2 separate regions of the Sus scrofa genome follow, and region 1 is linked to region 2. The links are chromatin contacts, called in public targeted proximity ligation maps. All regions are on one chromosome and are shown on one strand. The core of a region is the stretch at or near the end of the contact, and the rest is flanking DNA. Distances in the headings are between cores, read along the strand shown.

What was found.
Region 1: a targeted proximity ligation map of skeletal muscle shows a contact between it and region 2, with 15 times the contacts expected there. A contact is called at or near these places in 3 of 5 promoter capture datasets (fetal skeletal muscle and liver), 26 of 47 Hi-C or Micro-C datasets (alveolar macrophages, brain, embryonic fibroblasts and 14 more) and 2 of 2 datasets of targeted methods (alveolar macrophages and skeletal muscle).

What each region holds. Positions count from the first base shown.
Region 1 is chr5:70,131,666-70,134,529 of Sscrofa11.1, reverse strand. It overlaps PEX26 (peroxisome assembly protein 26), which reads right to left and starts at 1,506. Exons shown (of 5, transcript XM_003126596.4): 1 at 680-1,506. The coding sequence starts at 894. MICAL3 (F-actin-methionine sulfoxide oxidase MICAL3) reads left to right here and starts at 1,561. Exons shown (of 40, transcript XM_021092508.1): 1 at 1,561-1,753.
Region 2 is chr5:69,934,889-69,937,978 of Sscrofa11.1, reverse strand. The region is part of intron 25 of MICAL3 (F-actin-methionine sulfoxide oxidase MICAL3); the gene reads left to right. Among named protein-coding and RNA genes, the nearest start is that of BID, 80 kb to the right of the region's middle.

The DNA.
Region 1 (2,864 bases), core at 257-2,756, 200 kb before region 2:
CTCCACTACTGGCCTCCTAGCACCACCTACAGAGGCACCTCCAAGCACCCAAATCAAAGCCTTCAGCATTTATTCACCAACCCCCTGAACACACAGCCAGGGCTCCCCAATTCATTACTCCCTGGGGTCAGCTTTGACTACTCTACCCACCCCCTCCCTAGTGTGGCCTAAGCCAACCTTACAATCCACAGAGAAATTATGCCTTCAACTACCAGAGAGGACGGCAGCATTAGAAAAAGCAGCGCAAGACCAAGGTTTCTAATTCTTTGATCCGACCCTTCAATAGAACTGGAACACTACTCCTGCCCTGAACCCCATCCCCACTCATCAGCCAAAGTGAGAAGGGGACAACTCAGTGGAGGGTGTACCTTCGACAAGCCTCCCACCACCTGCTTACTGGAGCAACTGAACAATACAATCCTGTCTTCCCTTCATGTCATTCTGCCCTGGAACAGGGAGAAAGAATTGGCTGTGGGTTCCCACTAAGCCCTGTGACACGACTCAACTGCTTCCTCCTCAACGGGCAGTGCCTCCCCTTTCTCCTCAGAAAATGGGCACAAGGTCAGGCACCCCTGAGGAAAGCAAGGAGTAAGACTTCCGCCAACAATCGGAGGGCAAGAGTCCTGGGGACTGGTGCCCCTCCCACCGTCACCCGAAGGGAGCCGAGCCCAGCACGTACGCGCCCGCGGGCTCCTCCGCCAGGCCCTGCCACGCGCGTTCGCAGGTGCGGAGCGCCGCGGCAAAGTCCAGGTGCACCACCAGCAAGTCGGCCGCCTCCTCCAGCAGAAGTGCGGCTGCCGATGGGGCCGGGGAGGAGCGCACCGGCTCGCTGCTCCGCAGGGGGCCCCCAAGCCCCCTCAGGGGGGCTGCAGAGGTCGCGGGGTCACTCCTCATAGGCGGGCGCCGGGCGACCGCCCTCTGGGGGCTGCAGGGTGTCCGGTGCGGCCTGGGAGAAGAGAGGGTCCTCACAGCCTGGCCCACGAACCGCCCGAGGCCGCAGCCCGTAAAGGAAAGATTGGCGCGGCTGGGCTTGTCTGCGGCTCCAGCGAGGGACAGCCTGGCACCCTCGGATATGCAGAGCACTGCGTCCCTGGAGACGCAGCCTCACGACAAGGACTGGAACCCCCGAGCCCGGGAAGGAGTCTGCCCCGACCCTCTCCAGGGGCTGAGCCGCCGCCAGCGGCGCGGGAACGTGGGCGCCGACAGCTTCGCTGCGCGCGCAGAGCGGCGCCCGGCGGCGCGGGACACTCTGGGAGTTGTAGTCTTGCTCCTGGAGCGGCCCCGCTCCGGGGCGCAGATGGGGGGCTTCGGACTACAAGCCCCGGCATACGGCGCCCCAGAAGCCGTCACAGTCGGAGGAAGCCAGCCGACCCAAGCCGCGGGCTGTGGGAGGTGAGGTGGGTACTTGTTGCGGGCCGAGGCTCTGGCCTCCGGCTTCTCTAGCTCCTGGATTCTGTAGGGACACGGCTCCGGCGGCGAGCAGGAGAGGGCGTCTGTGAACCGCCTCCTCCCGGGCCCCGCCCAGCACCCGTCAGTCCTTCCTTCTTTTGTTTTGCTGCCGGTCCCACAACTGGCAGGTGGCAAAAACACAGCCAGCCAAGGGCAGGAGCTTGGCCACCGCGCTCTGCCGGATGGGCTGTGTCCGCTTGTGTCCAGGGATCCACACTGAGCCTCCGTGTCTTATGCCAGATAGATATTCCGTGAAAAAGCCGTACAGTGTGTAATGCAGTTTACAGTAAAGGACTGAGTCAGAGTAAGTATTCAATACGTCCTGGCTTTAATAGTAATTATTAAGTAATTTTACACAGATACAGAAGTTACATTTATTATTATATTCTGTGCTTCACTCAGGCTTTGAAGAGCCTCCTAGGTTTGTGCTAAGCCCTGAGCTTCAGTTCCTCCCAGTTCCCTACCATTTGCACTCTCTCCAAAACGTTGCCCTTGTGATTAAATCGGACAGGCCAGGCACAGGGTCAGCACCTGCCTGCCTCAGCATCCCCTTCCATGGTCACCAGCCAGGGCCTTCCACCCTCTGCAAAAAGTCCTCCTGGAAAGCTGAGGCAGAAGCACAAAATCCATCAGACTCTGGGGATGAGAAGTGTGGACCCCATAATGGCATAAGGTGATAAAGCCAGGACTTCACTTTTTCCGTGGATATTTAACACCTACTAAGTGCCAGCCTTGTTCTAAACACTGAGGATCCCACATGAACGAAGGAGACAAAAATGTCCTCCTTTGTGGAGCTTCCATCATAGTGAAAGAGGGGAGCAAAATTAAAAATAAATACAGTGGTATGTCAGATGGTGATAAATGCTTAAAGAGAACTTGGATGTGACAACAGTGACTACGTTTAACTTTGTTTTCTAGCAGTAAATCCAGGGTTGAAGTAGAGCAGAGAGAAAATGTGCTTTTCATGCTCAGAACTAGCCTCCATTGGTGAAATCACTGCCCTTGGGACCAACACATACTTGATGTCCACCCTAAGTCCCCCTTTCTCTCCAGGCAATATTCTTCCCACAGAGCAAACTCCACTCTGGAAAGTGAATTAGTTCAAGGCTGAATTTATCAAAATGTTTTATCTGTTCTGCCTCAGATTTGACAGCCAATAATGAAGATCATTAGTAATAGCATAATTACTGGACTGTAAACAAACAAAAAACTGTTTCTCAGAATTGGCTTATAAGTCTCCCCTGAAAAATCAGAAAAGCAGTAGTAGCGTCAGAATACAGACCTGACCAGGCCTGGGCCAGTTGAGACTGGCAGGACCAGGCCTCTGCCTCCAGGAGCACCACTTCCAAGCTTTTGCTGCCAGAAAAAGGCCCCTTCCTTAATCCTAGAGAAGGTTCTTGCTCTGCCCAGGATTT
Region 2 (3,090 bases), core at 384-2,883:
GTGGCTTTCCCAGGGTCCGTTACTGCAGCTTCCTGCTGTCTCTGGGTGTTCAGTGTGTCTGTAGGACAGTGGGACACTTATTCTCTCCTGAAAGGGGCTTCAGGCAGGCCTGAGCAGTGAATTAAGGGGTTCTGCACCCCTCTTTCCCTGGGCTGTTGAGCCGAGGGTAGAGGCGGGGGGCAGGCAGCCAGCAGGTCCCTGGCAGTGGTTACAGAGAGGCCAGCATTGTGCCAGGAACGCCTCGCCTGTCCACCTCTGGCTTTCCTTCCATAAAACCTCATGTTTGCCCTTGTTTTTAACTTCTGCTGTTGTGAGTTATGGTGTGTTTCTTTGTGAGTTGTTTTTTATTTAATTGTGTAACTGTTTTTCCGTTACTGTGAAACTAAGGTGTTGTGCTTTTAATTTTTTTTTTTTTAAACAAGTGTTACCATTCTTATTTAAGAGAATAAATTCCAAACAATCTTCAGGTTTCTGAGTATTTCTTTTCTTCCCCCTTTTCCTGATTGGAGGGTGGGAAGGGGTTGCTCAGGCAGGTCTTGGGAGTGGGCTTGAAACCAGTGTGCTTCAGGACTATATCACTCCTGGCCTGGGGTCAAAAGAATATAGGTGTATTAAAATGGGGAAACGGGGTGTTTATAGCTAAAATACAGGTTCCCATTAATGGAGGGGCCCCTGTTTGGGGGTGGCATGATGGAAGACATTGTGCTGTGTAAGCAGCTGTAGGTAGACAAGAGTGTGGAAGAGGCTGTGCTTGTCCTTCCATGCCATCAGGCCGTCTGAAGGCCTGGGGACCAGAGCAGGTGGAGGGACAGAAAGAGCACCCTGAGCCCGGGTCTGCCTGGGGCCTGGGAACAGTGAGGTGCTTCTCCTCTGCCTTGAGGCCGTTGCCTGGGGTGCAGTGACCTGTCCTTCCAGCTCCGTCTCTTTCTGTGACCTGGACACAGAGCCAGGGTACCCAGTTCTGCTTGGCTGCTCAGGCCTGGAGGGCTGGGCCTACCACTTTCCATACATGCTGTGACGTCGGCCACAGGGCCTCTGGTGCCAATCCACGTGCCGACCACAGAGTTACAGGCCAGCCTTGGTGCTACATTGGGCCCCAAAAAGGCACTCAGTCTGTGTCCGCTGTACTGGAGAGGATCATCTCCACACCCCACCCCCCAAAGCAGCCCCTGGGTCCCTGTGTGGCTTCCAGCTCTGCTGAGATGCTATCACTGCTTCCTTCAGAGTCAGGTTATTGGGTGCAGTAGAGGGATTTATAACAATGCTGGTGTTTATAACAACATTCTGAAGCAGCCAACTGGAGGGTGACACTCATTGGGAGACCCTAGAGAATTCCCTTTGCAATTCAGTTTCTTTCTGAAACTTCTTGATGCCCAGTCTCTTTTTTTCCTCAAGTTTCTGGCTGTTTGCCTGTTACAAACTCCTCAAGGATCCTGGGGAGCAGCTGGGGAAGGAAAGCAGTGGGACAGCTGCCCTCCATTTCAGACTGACAGGGACAGGGTCCCTTGAGGTACAAAAGGAAGAGAAGTAGTGCTGGGCCTTTCTCACGTGTGACAGCCAGGCAGAGGGGTTCAGGAAGCCTCTTGGAGGCTCCAGAGCCGGCCTCACCTTACACGTTAGGCCAGCCAACCAGCGGACAGGTGCCAGCATGCAGATCAGCTGCAAGGACCTGTAGGGAGGGCAGGCTGTTTCAGCCATGTGTGCCAGGGTGGCGCTCTCCTCCCCAGCTGCCCTGTCCCCCCCCCCCACTTTGTGGGCTGCCTCCGTACTTCCAGGTTCACCAGCCACACTTCCGTGTGGCTTTGCAGAAGTTACGAATGTTTTCTGAATGTCCCTGAGGCATTTTAATGGGCCTCCGGGAAGGATAGTGGGTGAGCAGTTGAGTCACCGCCCATGCCTAAACCTTAACTCGAGCCAAGCAAATCCAGCCTTGCCCTTGAAAGTGTCCACCACTCAGGTTGGCATCAAGGGCAGGTGCCTTTCAACAGAAAGGGGTCCAGGGCCCCAGCTCTGCCAACTTAGAACAGGCTCCTGGGGCCACGCTGGTGATTACTGGAAAAATCCTTACAGTTGGGTCAGAGCTTGTGTTGCCTCTTCTGTGTTCTTTACCTCTGTCTCTGTACTTACCCGCTCACTGTGGTTATATATTAATCGCATGAAATTGTCCCTAATATGTGTATTAAGTGATCGAGTTCCTCTTCTGTACCTCTGTAAAATACCAATGCTATTCCCACTGTATCACTGCTGTTACATAATGTCCTTGCCTGCGATTATAGGTCTTTGGTAGTCACTTTATATTAAGGAAGCCCTGGTTACCAGAAGGGCTTAGGGCCCTACACTCAGACCACAGAATCTCTGAGGTTCCAAAGCTGCCTTCCCTGTACCTTGGGTCGCAGCCAGCTCACTGCGAAAGGCCGGCCCCACTGAGGGTCCCTGGAGCACCAGAAGGATGTGGGCCCCAAATAGACAAGATGCCTGAATACATATGTTTGCTTTCCGTTCTGTTCTTTCAAGGTGATAAAGCCGGGCAGGCGTGAAAATGGGTTCCAGAGAGGGTGATCCTCCTGGCCTTGGCAGCTACTCAGAGGTCAACCCTAGAGAGTGCGATTAGGTGGCCTCATGCTGGACCTGGGGAAGAGAGTCTGTAAGACACTCAGCCTGGTGCTGAAGGAGAAGAGCTGGTGCTGATTGCAGTGCAGTTGAAACAGCCTGTTTATTCTTATTTCCATTTTCTAGAACTGAGTCAGGATCTAGAAAGACCAGGTTTCCCTCCCACCGCCTCACCAGCCACAGACTTTTCTGGTTAGAAGGGTCTTCCTTTGAAAGTAAACATTCTCGGAGTTCCCGTCATGGCACAGCGGAAATGAATCCGACTAGGAACCATGAGGTTGCAGGTTTGATCCCTGGCCTTGCTCAGTAGGTTAAGGAGCCAGCGTTGCCATGAGCTGTCGTGTAGATCACAGACGTGGCTCGGATCTGGCATTGATGTGGCTGTGGCATAGGCCAGCGACTACAACTGTGATTCAACACCTAGCCTGGGAACCTCCATGTGTCGTGGGTGTGGCCCTAGAAAAAAGACAAAAAAGAAAG